3 separate regions of the Arachis hypogaea genome follow, and all the other regions are linked to region 1. The links are chromatin contacts, called in public Hi-C maps. All regions are on one chromosome and are shown on one strand. Each heading gives the region's core, a stretch centred on a gene start, on an enhancer-like site or on the middle of the called end of the contact. The rest is flanking DNA. Distances are from core to core; before and after follow the strand shown.

The links. A called contact is a pair of places that touch in the nucleus more often than the background predicts.
Region 2: a Hi-C map of leaf shows a contact between it and region 1, with 1.8 times the contacts expected there. The contact joins two enhancer-like sites. A contact is called at or near these places in 4 of 8 Hi-C or Micro-C datasets (leaf and an unstated tissue).
Region 3: a contact with region 1 is called in a Hi-C map of an unstated tissue, with 4 times the contacts expected there. The contact joins the promoter of LOC140181432 here to the enhancer-like site in region 1.

Annotation. Positions count from the first base shown.
Region 1 is chr18:115,854,892-115,860,060 of arahy.Tifrunner.gnm2.J5K5, forward strand. LOC112772978 (amine oxidase [copper-containing] gamma 2) reads left to right here. Exons shown (of 6, transcript XM_025818012.2): 2 at 1,182-2,267; 3 at 3,092-3,409; 4 at 3,658-3,771. The coding sequence starts at 1,245. Among protein-coding and RNA genes, the nearest start is that of LOC112772978, 5.3 kb to the left of the region's middle. Within about 2 kb of position 3,175, at least 2 of the 3 cell types and tissues checked have open chromatin away from gene starts, as enhancers often do.
Region 2 is chr18:115,959,517-115,964,685 of arahy.Tifrunner.gnm2.J5K5, forward strand. LOC112770944 reads right to left here. Exons shown (of 7, transcript XR_011875816.1): 5 at 3,933-5,028; 6 at 2,810-2,925; 7 at 1,507-2,696. Among protein-coding and RNA genes, the nearest start is that of LOC112773009, 5.6 kb to the left of the region's middle. Within about 2 kb of position 2,340, at least 1 of the 3 cell types and tissues checked has open chromatin away from gene starts, as enhancers often do.
Region 3 is chr18:115,766,646-115,771,814 of arahy.Tifrunner.gnm2.J5K5, forward strand. It overlaps LOC140181432 (secreted RxLR effector protein 161-like), which reads left to right and starts at 2,291. Exons shown (of 1, transcript XM_072224997.1): 1 at 2,291-2,737. The coding sequence starts at 2,291. The coding sequence ends at 2,737.

The DNA of each region.
Region 1 (5,169 bases), core at 1,925-4,424:
AACGATAATCACCAACAGAAAAGACACCAAAAAAAGAGAAAAGAACGATATTACTCGGAACTTCGCAGCAGACAATTCATACTAACGATGACTCGTACCAATAGCGAGAGAGTCGCACTAAAGACCGTACCCACGAACCAAATAAAATTTTACTGGAACAAGTCGAGCACCGACTTTGGTGAGGTTAATAACTCTACTATAGTGAAAATAGCCATAAATTTACTTTAGTTGGCCAAGACAAAGATACACCTTACTCTCAAAAAGTTTTAAAAAAATAAGTAGAGAACTTATTTCATATTCAAATCAACTTTAATTTTATCAATAAAAGGAGTATATACATATATTTATACAAATAAAAGAGAAAAACCCTTAATGATTCAGACGATATAAAACTAATTCCTAACACAATATAATAATATATGTTAAACTAGATTACTTTAATTAATGACCCAAACATAAAATACATATTCCAAGTGATTCAGGACCAAGAACTTTATCTTATATAAGATTTTGTAGATAGAAAGATAAGTACTTCTTTGGTAGGATTAATTAATATTGACATATTTCTTGTCCCCATGTCTAAAAGTCAATAGTCACTTGGGCAGATTTTTAAAAATTTTTTAAAGTGAAATCAGGTATTTTTAAATTTTTTTAAGTGAAATCAAATATAAATCCGTATTATAAGACGAAAAGTACATCTAGTGATATTATTTAAAAGAAAAATTTTAAAATTCAACTGGATCCAAGAGAAACTTCACGTGAAGCTCTGAGTCATTAGACCAATGCGAAATTCAAATCAGTTTAGATATAGTATTTTGTGAAATAAATATCACTTCGTCTTCTAATTGAATTTGTTAAATAAACAAAGAGTGATTCACTTTTGACAATTGTAGTATTTTTAACAAAAAAATATTTTTTTCGGTTCTTAATTTTTATTTTTATGAGTCTAATTAATTTTTGTGCCAAAAAAATAGAATATTAATTTTTTAATAATTAATTGAATTTTTTAAAAATTTAAAATTTGATCTAAATAAAATAACTGAATGAGAGTGTTTAAATTTAAGTAATCTATGAAGTAATTTTTATTTTTTTTATTAGATTAAATAACCAATTCATGGTCAAGATTCTTAGTTGCGTCCCCCTCGTGGGATTCTTAACTATTTATCACTCACTCACTGCAGGTTGAAACAGATAAGCAGAAACTAAACCTATCGCATATTCACTGATTCACATACACCATATCCATGGAATCCAGAAAATCGTTGCAGTTCCTTGTTCTCTCAATCTGTGTAACACTCGTTTTAGTAGTCACCTGGGTTCATCTTCCATCATCCCCCAACAAGGTGTTCCTAGACTGCACCCTCTCCTCTGCATGGTGCTCTTCCAAGAATCGCATCCAATCTTCCACAAAACCCAACAATTTAATAAAAAAACCACAACAATCATCATCAACCACACAACACCAACAACACGACTCTGATGTTCCTCACCATCCCCTAGACCCACTAACCGTCCAAGAATTCAACAAGGTCCACGCCATTCTCGCCGCACACCCTCTCTTTGAGTCGGTATCCAAATACACTCTCAACACCGTTTCCCTCGAAGAGCCAGACAAAGAGCTCGTGATCAAATGGAAGCGAGGAGATCCACTTCCGGCGAGGAAGGCCTCGGTCACTGCAATGGTGAAAGGAAAATCTCATGTTCTAACCGTAGATCTCAACACTGATGAAGTATCCTTTCACGAAAAAAGCTCTGTAGTTTCAGGGTACCCAACAATGGCCATGGAGGAGATGGTGGGGGTACTCGATGTTCCGTTGAAGAGCATCGAGTTCAACCGCACCATCTCCCAACGTGGTGTAAACATGGGGGATCTTGCATGTCTCCCTATCTCTTCGGGTTGGTATGACTTGCCCGTAGAGGAGAACAGAAGGCTGATTAAAGTGCAGTGTTATTCGAAGAAGGACACTGTGAACTTCTACATGAAACCGATTGAGGGGCTTACTGTGCTGGTTGACATGGATAAGAAAGAAGTTGTGAGCATTTCGGACAACGGCAGAGACATCCCTATTGCTAACGGAATCAACACTGATTACCGTTATTCCGTTCAGAAGCTTAACGGTGACTTCCGTCTCTTCAATCCGATCTCACTGGAGCAGCCCAAAGGACCAAGCTTCACAGTGGAAGACGGCCACTTAGTTAAATGGGCAAACTGGGAATTTCATCTTAAGGCAGATGCCAGATCTGGAATCATAATCTCGCAGGTCAAGGTGAGCATGGACTAGTCTTTACTCTCTATAGATATATATGGTGCCTGCCTGGTTACTATGGCAATCATATAAGTTTATATAAAATTAAAGTTATACTCTTTTATATTTTGCTAACAAAAAATATTAGATATTCACTAAAATTAATTATTATATATTTGTATATGAATATATATTATTTAATTTATTTTTATTATATATTTTATATTTTAATAATTAATTTTAATATATATTTAATATAATTGTTTATTGATATTATTTAATTTTATTTTAAATTAAAAAATATTATTTTAATTTTAACAATAATTTTTTAAGTGTTACTAAAGTTCCATAGATTCTATAACCATAGTATACCTTAGCTATTTAAGTTTAACAACACTTTTTATTGTTGTTTGTGGTTAACGTCTTTTTTTTTAGTATTTAATAATATTTTTTAATTTAAAGATAAAAATAAAAAATATTATTAAAATAGCAAAAATTTAACTTTAATTTAATAATATTTTTTAAGTGTTAAAATTATGAAAAATGATATTTGTTCTTTAAATTTTTAGTCTTTAATTAACTTTTTGATTTAAATAATATTATTTAATTAATTTAATTATTTATTTTTATAAAAAATTATTTATTTTAAATTTTTTTTTTAAATTAAATGATAAATAATTTTTAAAGATACTTAGTTGTAATGTTATTTAGCCATTATAATCACGGTAAATATAGGCACCAAAGACTCACGGTGTATAGTAGACATGAATGAATATAGCTGAGTATTTCATTTCTGTGTGCATTGGTGAAGATATTTTAGTTATATGTTTGTTGATGAATGAAAGGTGAGGGATCCAGAAACATCAGAGTTAAGGAGCGTGATGTACAAAGGGTTCACATCAGAGTTATTCGTGCCATACATGGACCCCACAGAGGCGTGGTACTTCAAGACATACATGGACGCAGGAGAGTACGGGTTTGGGCTGCAGGCAATGCCTCTGGACCCACTCAACGACTGCCCAAGAAATGCATACTACATGGATGGCGTCTTTGCTGCCGCTGATGGAACTCCCTACCTTCAACCCAACATGATCTGCGTCTTTGAGTCCTACGCTGGCGATATTGCCTGGCGCCATTCTGAGTGCCCCATTACTGACTTAAAGGTACTCGGCTATTAATATAGAATATACTTCCAAATTCAAAATAAATATTAAATATGAATTAAATTATTTATATATTTATATTTAAATATATGATAATTAATTTGATAATTGATTTTTACTTATGTTTGTAATATTTTTATAAAGCAATATTTCCTGATCAATGTTGTTTTGTTTGCATTACTAATTTGATGTTTACACATTTTTACGCTGTTAATTTTTCCCTGAAAAAATACAAATAAAAATGTTAGGTTACAGAGGTGAGGCCGAAAGTGAACCTGGTGGTTCGAATGGCAGCAGCCGTGGCAAACTATGACTATATTATTGACTGGGAATTTCAAACGGACGGACTAATAAGAGCAAAGGTTAGTGATCGAAATTCAATTTCAGTTTACTATTCTAATCTGTTTTAGAGGACAAGCAAGTTGATAAGCCACTCGGATTCCCCAAGAATCCGTAGACAGATAATTGAATTAGAAATGGACAAGTAGTGGTATATGGTCCCCTCCTCCACTTGCACTTAATCCATATTTTAATTGAGACTTTTCTTAACAAATTAAATGTTTGTTATAAGCATTGTTCCGACAACTGAATTGGTTGAAAATTAAATAATTGGACAAAAATTAATAAATAAGTCGAATCTATTCAATTTTTAATAGTTAATCAATTTAAAATAATAAAAAATATTTTTAAATATATATTTTATACATAAAATATTATTTTATTAAATCTGATTCAATTCAAATGAATTTTAATTGAATTATTAAATCTTTGAATATCTAATTCTTTTATTTAATTAATTACTTGTTTTTAGTTTTCCTTATTTGGTCACACTTGTACTAAAGTAAAAAGAAAACTTATAATGCATAAAAAATATTTTATTTTTTTAATTATTTTTAGTGTTCTGTTAAAATGCTATTCAATATTTTAAAATTTTACTAAATTTTATTCTGAAAATTTAAATGTTATTTTTTCAAATATCCTTCTTATCTTAAAAAAAATACTTTACCGTTTTTATTTAAATTTTAACAAATATTTTTGTGAAACTCGTAAAACTCTTCTATATCGTTGTAAAAAATCTGCTTTGTGATTGTGACTTTGTTACTCTTTGTCCCGTGTGTTAAGTGGTTGAGTTGGTAACTTGATATTAAAAACTAGTTTATTCATAATTTTGATTGAAAACATTGTTCATATACTAAACACTCACGATACTTGTATAAAAATATAATTTTTATTAATTAATTGTGTATTTAAATTATTTTTTATTGGACAGCACAAAAAAATATTTTTTATTTAACAAAATAAAAAATACATATTTAATTAAGAAAATACTAATAATATCAATTATCAAATAAGTATTATTATAAAAGGTATAGACATAGTGAAATTAGAGTCCTGCTAGGAGGCAATGGTTTATTTGTACAATATATACAATCGGTTATATGAGTTACAAAATGAACATCACCCATAATATTCAGAATAACCATTTGGTTACTAGGGATAATAAAGATCGAACTCTTGACCTTTCGAATCTAGAATTCTAATACCTACCACTCATCCGGTTATGCTAATAGAAAAAGGTAACACTAATGATTATATTTCTAATACTCCCTAAATCTCCATTGTGCGTATTGTACAAATATTTCATTGACTTCTCATAATTTCTGTTGAAATTATGATTGATTTATATTTTACACAGGACAAATTAAAAAAGAATATATTAGAGTGATAACAATAACGATAGTAACAATAATTGAAGTATA
Region 2 (5,169 bases), core at 1,090-3,589, 100 kb after region 1:
CAATTGATATTCAATTATAGTATAACTGTCGTTGGAAGGGACTTCTCGTACTTCAGGCACTCCAGAGGTTAGTTTGTAAAAGAGTGAGAACATGTGAAACAACAAAGAGAATTAGGAAAGAAGGAGCTTCCGCTGGATTTACTCTGTAAGCTGGAGCCACACCACGAGTGCTTGACTGGACGAAGTCTGCTAGAAGTATTTGAATTTATTTTAATACTTTATAATTTTATTTTCTTTAGCTTATATATATGATTGTAAAATATTATTCAAGCATAAAAAATGTTTTTAGTAGAGGAGTGTACGGGTTAGGTTGGTTCGGGTTTATGGTGAAACTAAAACCGAACTAATTGAATTATAATTGGTTCGGTTTGGTTTGAATTTACGTTTTTTTGTATATGGACCCGAACCAAACCAAACCGATTAAGAACGGATTGGTTCGGTTCGGATAATTGGGTACTCAATAAAACAGAAATTTATAAAATAAAAAATTATCTTAAAAATTTTCAAGTACAATAAACATGTCAAATCAATAGAAATAATCCAAATATGTTAAACACCAAATATATTAAAATATAAACATATTAAATACAATGGGAGTGACTGCACTTCTCAAAATCATTAAAAGGCATATATATATATATATATATATATATATATATTAAATTTTTTATTTTTTTATTTAATTAATATATAATCGAGTCCACGGGTTGGTTCGGGTTCCGCACCTCCAAAATCGTTACCCGAACCATTTACTAGAAAGAGTCACTGGTTTGGTTCGGGTAGGACCCGATTACCCGTTGGTTCCAAAACCAATTTAATTGGTTCGATTTGAGTTCGGATAGATAATTGAATACCCGCTACCCATGCTCACCCCTAATTTTTAGTGAAGTATAATTTTTATAAGTCAAACTTTTTTTAACTTATATATTACTTTTGTATTTATTTGTTAATCTTTTTGTTCAAATCTAACTTATTTATCAAAATCAAATAGGATAAAAATTTATTCTCTTCTTTATATTTTATCAAAAAATTCTCCTTAAGTAAATATTTAATATATATAGTAAACTGTCAAAATTAATTTTTATTATATTATTATTATTATCATTATTATTGATTATACTATAAAATTTATTATTATATAATATATAAAATCCAAAATTCCATTATGATTTTAATTATCTAAAAAACTGTGTACAAAAATTTTATACCATTAGCTTGTATTAAGCGGGATATAAATCTAGTTACTGTAATTTATTGGGTATAACGATAAAACTAAGTTTTTATAGAAATATATAAACGCTGTTACTTTGCTTAAAATGACACGTGTAAGTCTAAGTAATTGTTACACTTCAAATAATTTTCATCAAAGTAATTTTTTTATAAGTCCCAGCATCTCTTCTGGAACATACAGCATCTCTTCTAGAACATAACCCTTGCACAATATTATAGAATTTACCAAAGCATAAATAAACAATAGTTGTTGACAAATTAAATCAGATAAGAATAAGAACAAAAAGGATAATACACTTCACATTTCCCAGCCATATAAGAAGTTTGAACAATTTGATGTTCATTTGAATTATTTGATCTTAGATTCGTTTCATCAATTGAATAGAACCAAACAGCTTGATTCAACCGAGAATCCAATTGAAATAAAGCAAAACGAACATGAATTGAGATGTGAATACAGCAATAAGGAAATTAGGACGAGAATGAATGCAATCATTGCCAGACGAAAATGGCGACTGTGAAAGAGATAGCGGGCAATGATTGAAAGAGACGAGAATGACAAAATTTTGGTGAATCAGTAATCTGAGAGAGACATGAACCACGATAATGAAGGGGTTAATCGCTAAAAAAACAATGACAGTGTGGGAGTGTGCGATGTAGGCATCTAAAAATGGTTTTAGGGTCGCTTGGTTGGGACATGGCTGGAGAACGTACACCTGACATTTTTCTTACACTATGCCCATTTTTCCCTCAATTATTTTTCTTTTTATAATTCAGGTCACCCATTCCCACCTACCATGCGTTTCACCACAATCCAAAAATCTAAGCCTGTAAGCCTTGAAAATGTTTTTTCCCCCCTGGTTGGTTTGAGATTAGTTTTCAAACTAACATTTATAGGTTTCTGGGTCTATAAATGGCATGAATTAGAAATAAAATACATAAATTAATTGTGACAGAAGTGTGCCTTCGGATAAGACTGGCATTGGTTTTGATTGTGCTCTTCGTGATGCCACCGGCAGGTGGGTGAAGGAAGCTGCCGGCTGCAACCCAGCTGGGTCTGTTCAGAGGACCGAATTCTTTGCAATTTGGAGGGGTCTTTCTCTTGCAAGGGAGTGTGGCTGCCGTCAGCTAGTGTGTGAGACTGACTGCTTGGATGCGTTTCTCGTGGTGACGTCCCACCTTCATGAAGCGTCTTTGGCAGAGGATGCTGATCTGCTCGTGCAAATTAGAGATTTGCTTCAGCTGAGTTGGGAAGTTCAGTTCAGCATTATCCCAAGAGAATCGAATTCTGTGGCAGACGCTTTAGCCAAGATGGGTGCTTACAACCTTGCTGGGGCTGAGGAGTGGCTGGATCTGCCGTTGGAGCTATGTGAGATCTTGAACAGGGAAGCCTCCACCATGGCGTGCTGACCCTGTTCCGTGTTTCTTGTTTTTTGCTCTTTTTCCTTTCCTTTTTAGCTGTAACTCTACCCAAAAAAATTTATAAAATTAGAATTTAAGGATAAGCTGGGTGATTGTAATGGTTTAAAAAAATCAGCCAAGTGTCAAACTGAAAATTAAGAGGGAAATCCTGATACACCTCAGAAGGTAAATAAGCACTGACATGAAAAGAATATGTAGCAGAAGCAGACCCGAAAATTTCAATAAGAATGCTTCAAGGGGCATGCAGTACAATTTCAATTACATGTTTAAGACCTACATGAAAATCAAAATTTGAATGACCATCATTAAATACTGCATGCGAATGCCATAATAACAGAGTATTATCTACAGAAGTAATCAAATGAATCAACAATTTTATAGTCAATTTTATTATTCAATTTCTGATATAATTGCTACCTAAAAATAGGATGTTATATAATCTTGAACATGAAAATTAGTAAATAGCTTTCAAAGTGACAGGTAAATCAGTTTCTCCCTTTAAAAAAAAGGGCATATGGAGAATAAAACATCACCAACTGAAGTGCAACAATAAAGTTCGATCAGCATGAAAAATATGGGTTAATAGTCAAATTAATCCCTGAAAGATAAGACATTCTTCAAATTCGTCCCTAAAAGATTTTTTCAATCAAATTGGTCCTTCAAAGATTACGAATTAATCATATCCGTCCTTCAGTTACTCCACTCACAATTTTCGTCAACAATTGATGATGTGAAATGTTAACTGATAGCATACATGACACATAACATGTTCAATTAGACGTTGACTAAATATGTTTAAGAAAATCTATCAATTTAATCGCTAGGTCATATTAGGAATAGGATTCTTGTAATTAGGGAAAATGACTAAATTAATAAATTTTCATAAACATTTGGTCTATATCCAATTAGACATATCAGGTATTATATATGTTATCAATTAACGTTTTATAACATCAATCTTGGAAGAAAATTGTTAATGGAGTGACGGGAAGACAAATATGATTAATTCGCAATCTTTGAATGACCAATTTGATTGAAAAAAATTTTCAGGGATGAATTTGAAGAATGTCTTATCTTTCAAGGACTAATTTGACTATTAACCCTGAAAAATATCTATATTGGGAGTGTTAGACACAATTCATTCAATGGGAACAAGGTCAACAAAAGTAAAACCTTCATTCAAAAATCAATATTCTACTCAATCCTAAAATTGTCACCCAACCTTGCAAAAGGAATAGGACCAAACATCAAAATTACATAAATAAACTAGTAAAACATACCGAAGCTATGTTTGTCAGTAACCATCAAGTTTTCCAACTTTTTGGCGGCCTCAGTCATGCCGTGAGCATTGTAAGCCTGCATTAAGCAAGCAAAAGTGATGCTATCAGGTTCACAATTTCTTTCCTTCATTGCCCGGAAAAATTCACCCATCTTTTCCAAGTCGCCAGCTTGGCCATAAGCACTAATAACACTATTAAAGAAGGGAGTATCCAATACTACATCAGAATTTTCTACATGCCTCATGATTGAGTCAACTTTGTCAATAAGCCCAGCTTTGCTATATGCATTGACAAGAGAGCAATAAGTTACAGTGTTAGGCTTCACACCTAGATGCTTCATCCTATTGAAGTGTTTATCCATCTTCTCGATTTCTCCAGCTTTTCCAAACACATCAATAACCGTATTATATGTTACAATTGTAGGAGAGAAAAATCTCCGTTTCATAAAATCCATAACAGACTGCATCTTCTCATACATGCCTGCTTTCCCATAGGACTTTATCATCATATTGAATGTCTTTAAGTCTGCTTTAACGCCCATTAGCTGAAATTCATCATACCATTTCTCCATCTTGTCAATTTTCCTACCTTCTCCGTACGCTCCTATAATAGAGTTCAGTGTGAAAACATCTGGTTGGCAATTGCCACTTTCAACCATATCCGCCAGTGAGTTTTCCATGTGTTCAAACATGCCAGCCTTACCATACCCATCAATTATGGTATTATATGTCACATTGTTACATTCAATGCCTACATAAGACATCTCCGAAAGAACATGACCAATTAAATCAAAACGTTGAAATTTTGTGCAGCTGCTGATAAGAATAGAATATGTATATATATCCGGTTCACAGTCAACAACTGATTTCATATCTTCAACAGTACGAAATGCCTGATGAAAGGAACCACTTAGACCGTAAGCACCTACCAGAGCGGTGTAGACATCAACAGTAGGTCTAAGCCCTTCCGACAACATTATCTCAAAGATCTGACCAGCCTCTTCAGGTTTCCTGCACTTGCCAAGCATCATCAATATTTTTGCATATGTTTGGCATCTAGGTTCATACCAATGTTGCCTACGAAGAAGTGCAAAAATCTGCAAAAAAGATGTCCATCAAATTTCAGAAAAGGCTAAAGCTAAGCCCTAAACCCTAAACCCAATATGTCCCTATAAGAATATACCTAAGAATATTCCAATTCTTTTAATATTTTTGTAACAAGGATTTAATTACAATTT
Region 3 (5,169 bases), core at 1,041-3,540, 89 kb before region 1:
AAATGTTAAAATTAGATCAAAATAAGTATCTAGAAACAATAGATAAAAAAAGATAAAAAAAAATGGATTACCTAAAAGGTTTTCTGCAATGGCTCCTCAACTAAGCATAATTACAAAAAGAGAAAAGAAGCAATTTTTTAACATGAGCATAAAAAAAAGGGGGAAAAAGGTGAGACCCAGATGGAAAAAAAGAGCAAGGATTAAGAGAGAGATGAAAAAGGTGAGACCTTGATCCATGAGAGATTTGAAGTTGTTGAAAGCATCCTGAGAAACATCCCCTGAAGGGTATTTACAAATTTGATTAATTAATATTATTGATATTATTATTAATATTATTAATATTAATAAACGGTTACTAACCGTTTAGTACCATTTGGTTGAAAGAACACAACCATTTAAGGATTGTGTGTGTTCAAAACATTGTGTCTATTGGCTAAAGGGACACAACTCTTTAAGAGTTATATATGTTCAAAACATTGTATCTATTGGCAATAGAAAAGACACAACCATTTGTATACGTAACTAATCATAATTGCTACGTGCAATATGTATAAATAAGTCCTTGTCCACTATTTCAAAAAGTACTAAGTGTACAATTTACTCAAACATTAAGAGATTTTCTTTGTTCAAGAGAGTTGAGAATTTCTTACTATTGCTAATTAAGAAATTCTTAGGTTTCATTGTATCCTGGGAGAGTATTGTCATCAACCCTATAGCAACTAAGTGTGGGGACAAATATCTCTCTAAAGAAAGCGATCTAATCGTGCCTTGAAACCACTACATAAATATAAGATTTTGTCATCTTCTCATACTCATATACCCAACAATTTTAGAGAGATATTATTTGAAGATGGCACAAGATCAAAACACTACGTTCAAGGTCATGAATCAAGAGTTTGTCAAATTAGATCGCTTTAAAGGAACAAACTTCAATAGTTGGAAGGACAAAATAATGTTTCTTCTTTTATTTCTCAATCTTGCACATGTGATTAACTCAAAGACTACACCAATTGTCAATGCTGCTGGAAATTCCACACTAGAAGAGGAAGAAAAGATTTTTCAATTGAAGAAGAAACGTGATAAAGATACTATTGCATATCGAGGTCATATGTTAATTCAATCACCATTGGAGATTTAGAAATCTTTGGAAGAAAAGTACAATACTAAACGACAAGGAACAGATAAGTTTATTATGATAAATATTTTGAATTTATTATGAATAATATTATGGATCAAATTCATGAATTACAAATCCTTGTAAGTAGACTTCGTGATCTGCGAGTGGTGATCCCTGAATCACTACAAGGTGAAGAATAAATTTTTAATAAATTTGATAACTTTTGTGAATTACATAGTATTGTGCATCAATCTTCCGCTCTATATACTCTGCAACAAAATGGTTTGGCGGAAAGAAAAAATAGTACCTTAGTGGATATGGTTAATTCAATGTTACTAAATACAAAATTGCCTTACAATTTGTGGGGTGAAGCATTATTGACATTAATAGGATACCATCAAGACATAGAAAGGTTTCTCCTTATGAAATTTAGAAAGGAATGAAACCTAATTTAAATTATCTTAAAGTGTGGGGGTGTTTAGCCTTTTATCGAGTTCCTTATCAAAAGAGAACCAAATTGGGGCCAAGAGGCATAAAAGGAACTTTTATAGGATATGCTCAAAATTCTAAAGCATATAAATATTAGACTTAGTGTCTAATGTAGTTGTTGAATCAAAAAAGGTAGAATTTATTGAAAATAAATTTATCAATTATTCAACTTCTAATTTAGAATATCCCCAAAATGATACTAATATTTCACAAGAAATATATATGGAGCAACCGGAAAGCTATGTGCTACCCGAAAATGAAAAGAAAGTTTTCAAATTAATTAAGTCTTTGTATGGGCTAAAACAAGCGCCTAAACAATGGCATGAGAAGTTTGATTCAGTGGTGTTATCAAATGGCTTCTCATATAATAGTGCGGATAAATGTATTTACTCAAAATTTACTAAAAGATTATGGAGTAATCATTGTTTATATGTTGATGATATGTTAATCATCGAAACAAATTTAGAAGGAATTCATATAACGAAGGAGTATCTAACTTCTAAATTCAAGATGAAGGATTTGAATAAAGTTGATACAATATTAGGCATAAAGGTGCATAAGAATGAAGTTGACTTTACTTTAAGTCAATCTCATTATATCAAAAAGGTATTGGAAAAGTTTGATCATCTCACAATTAAAGAATCCAATACGCCGTATGATCCTAATCTTAAATTAGAAGGAAACATGGGAAGACCTATAGCACAATTAGAATATGCTAGCGCTATAGGAAGCTTAATGTATGCAATGCATTGTTCTAGACCTGATATAGCATTTGCTGTGTACAAATTATCAAGGTTTACAGGAAAGCCTAGCAATCAACATTGGAAAGCTATAACAAGAGTTCTTGGTTATCTCAAGAAAACCATAAACTTGGGATTACATTATAGTGATTATCCCGCAGTTTTAGAAGGTTATTCCGACGCAAGTTGGATTACAAATCTTAGTGATAACAAATCCACTTCAGGATGGATTTTCACCATAGGTGGTGGAGCAATAAGTTGGGCTTCAAAGAAACAAACATGTATTACACATTCTACTATAGAGGCTGAGTTTGTAGCTTTATCAGTCGCAGGTAAAGAAGCGGAATGGTTAAGAAATCTGTTATATGATATAAAGCTGTGGCCACATTAGACGACAGCCATTTCAATCTTCTGTGATAGTGAATCAACCATGTCTCGAGCATATAACAAGGTTTATAATAGAAAGTCTAGACATATAAGTTTGAGACATGAGTTTGTGAGGCAACTAATAGATGATGGTGTAATTACCATTACTTATATAAGATCTCAAGGAAATTTAGCAGACCCTTTGACTAAAGGTTTGTCAAGGGATAAAATCAAAGAAACTACTGCTAAAATGGGATTAAAACCTATTATTGCTAAATGATGGGAACCCGACCTTATTCTAGTAGACCACTAGTTTCAAGGTTTAATGGGTAATAACAAGTTATTTAGCAATTGGAGTACTAAGGTATAGGATTTAGTGCTATTTACAATAAATTAGGAGGGTGAGTTTAAACTCTTAATGGAATGATAATATTATCTATCAAAAGATTCCACCTATATGAATATAAGAGTGGTGCCGCTCTAATCGAGAATTTTAGAGGTTTTATTCTCGTAAATATTCATGAAACCAGGATGAGCACAAGGCCATATAAGTGCTTAAAATTGTAAACTCTTGTACTTGGAGGGTATAAGTAATGTGTGTGATTTTTGGTACTAGCATATGGAGTATAGGTTTAATCGATTAGACACCTATTACTTCGTTAGAACTTTAAAATTTACACTAAAAGAATGTTTAATCTTAGTGACACATTCTTTATGCATATACTTGTATGACATTTAAATTTTGTAAATAGTGGGGGATTGAAGGGTATTTACAAATTTGATTAATTAATATTATTAATATTATTGATATTATTATTAATATTATTAATATTAATAAACGGTTACTAACCGTTTAGTACCATTTGGTTGAAAGAACACAACCTTTTAAGGATTGTGTGTGTTCAAAATATTGTGTCTATTGGCTAAAGGGACACAACTCTTTAAGAGTTGTATATGTTCAAAACATTGTATCTATTGGCAATAGAAAAGACACAACCATTTGTATACGTAACTAATCATAATTGCTACGTGCAATATGTATAAATAAGTCCTTGTCCACTATTTCAAAAAGTACTAAGTGTACAATTTACTCAACCATTAAGAGATTTTCTTTGTTCAAGAGAGTTGAGAATTTCTTACTATTGCTAATTAAGAAATTCTTAGGTTTCATTGTATCCTGGGAGAGTATTGTCATCAACCCTATAGCAACTAAGTGTGGGGACAAATATCTCTCTAAAGAAAGCGATCTAATCGTGCCTTGAAACCACTACATAAATATAAGATTTTGTCATCTTCTCATACTCATATACCCAACATCCCCCATCTTGGAAAAATGAGAAAACCTCAACCACACTAACAACTTGCATATCATGAAGAACTAACACTATATTGAAAACCCAAGGTAAAAAGAAAATGTTACTTTGAGTCTGATGACAAAGTCGGAACCTCGTGCTTCTGGTAGAGAAGGGGAAGAACGAAAAGAGTTTTCAGTTGGATTACTTCTTCTCTCAAATTTTTCAACCCAGCAGATAGAATCTTACGGTAGCGCCATTGATGAAGAGATGCAGATGAAGTGAGAGGGTAGAAGAAGAAGTGACGAAGATGAAGTGTTTGTATTGGAGACAACTGTTTTCTAAATAACATCTAAACGGCGTCGTTATTTGTACTCAAGGGCGCCAAACCAAAACGACGACGTTTTGGAGCCCTCCAGCGTGGCAAAATATGGCCACGTCAGCGTTCCGGTGATGACTCATCACCAGAAATATGTCCAGGGACCATTATGAGTACTCGGAGCTCTATCTAGAGGACTACAATGGGGAATCGAGATCTTAAGGATTATATTGAGTATTCACGCGAATCTCAGGAACTACTATGGGATTTACTCCTGTAAATAGATGTGATCATTTTTTCAAAAAAAAAAATAAATATTAAAAATAGGATATATTTATGATCAACAAATTATTATTAAATACATATCATATATAGATATTTGTATTTATAAATATAAAGATACCATATTTAATAATAGTTAATTTTTTATTTTTTTTCTATTAGTGATATCACATACAAATTATTTCGAGGGTTATCTGAAACATTGATTTGGGCATGGACGTGAGGTCCAGACTCCTTCTGAGGTAGCGTCCGAATTGTTTGAGTACCGAAGTGCCTCCGTCCGAGTTTCTCATGAGGAGGTGGGGGTGATATGTGCAAGAAACTCCAATGCTTAAGTTACCAAGGGTTTTAGGCAGATTTTTAGTAGATTAGAACGTGAATATACCTAAGGAGTGTCAATGTATTTATAGTAGAGTCGTCGACCACTTTTTTGGGTAGTTCCACCTTTACTAATGGAAAACCATTCCCTTTATCTTGTAAGTTTGTTAGGATTTATCTTTTAGTGAAGATAGAGATAGTAGGAGAGATTCGGGGAGGCAGTTACTTGTTTGGTCAAGTAGGACT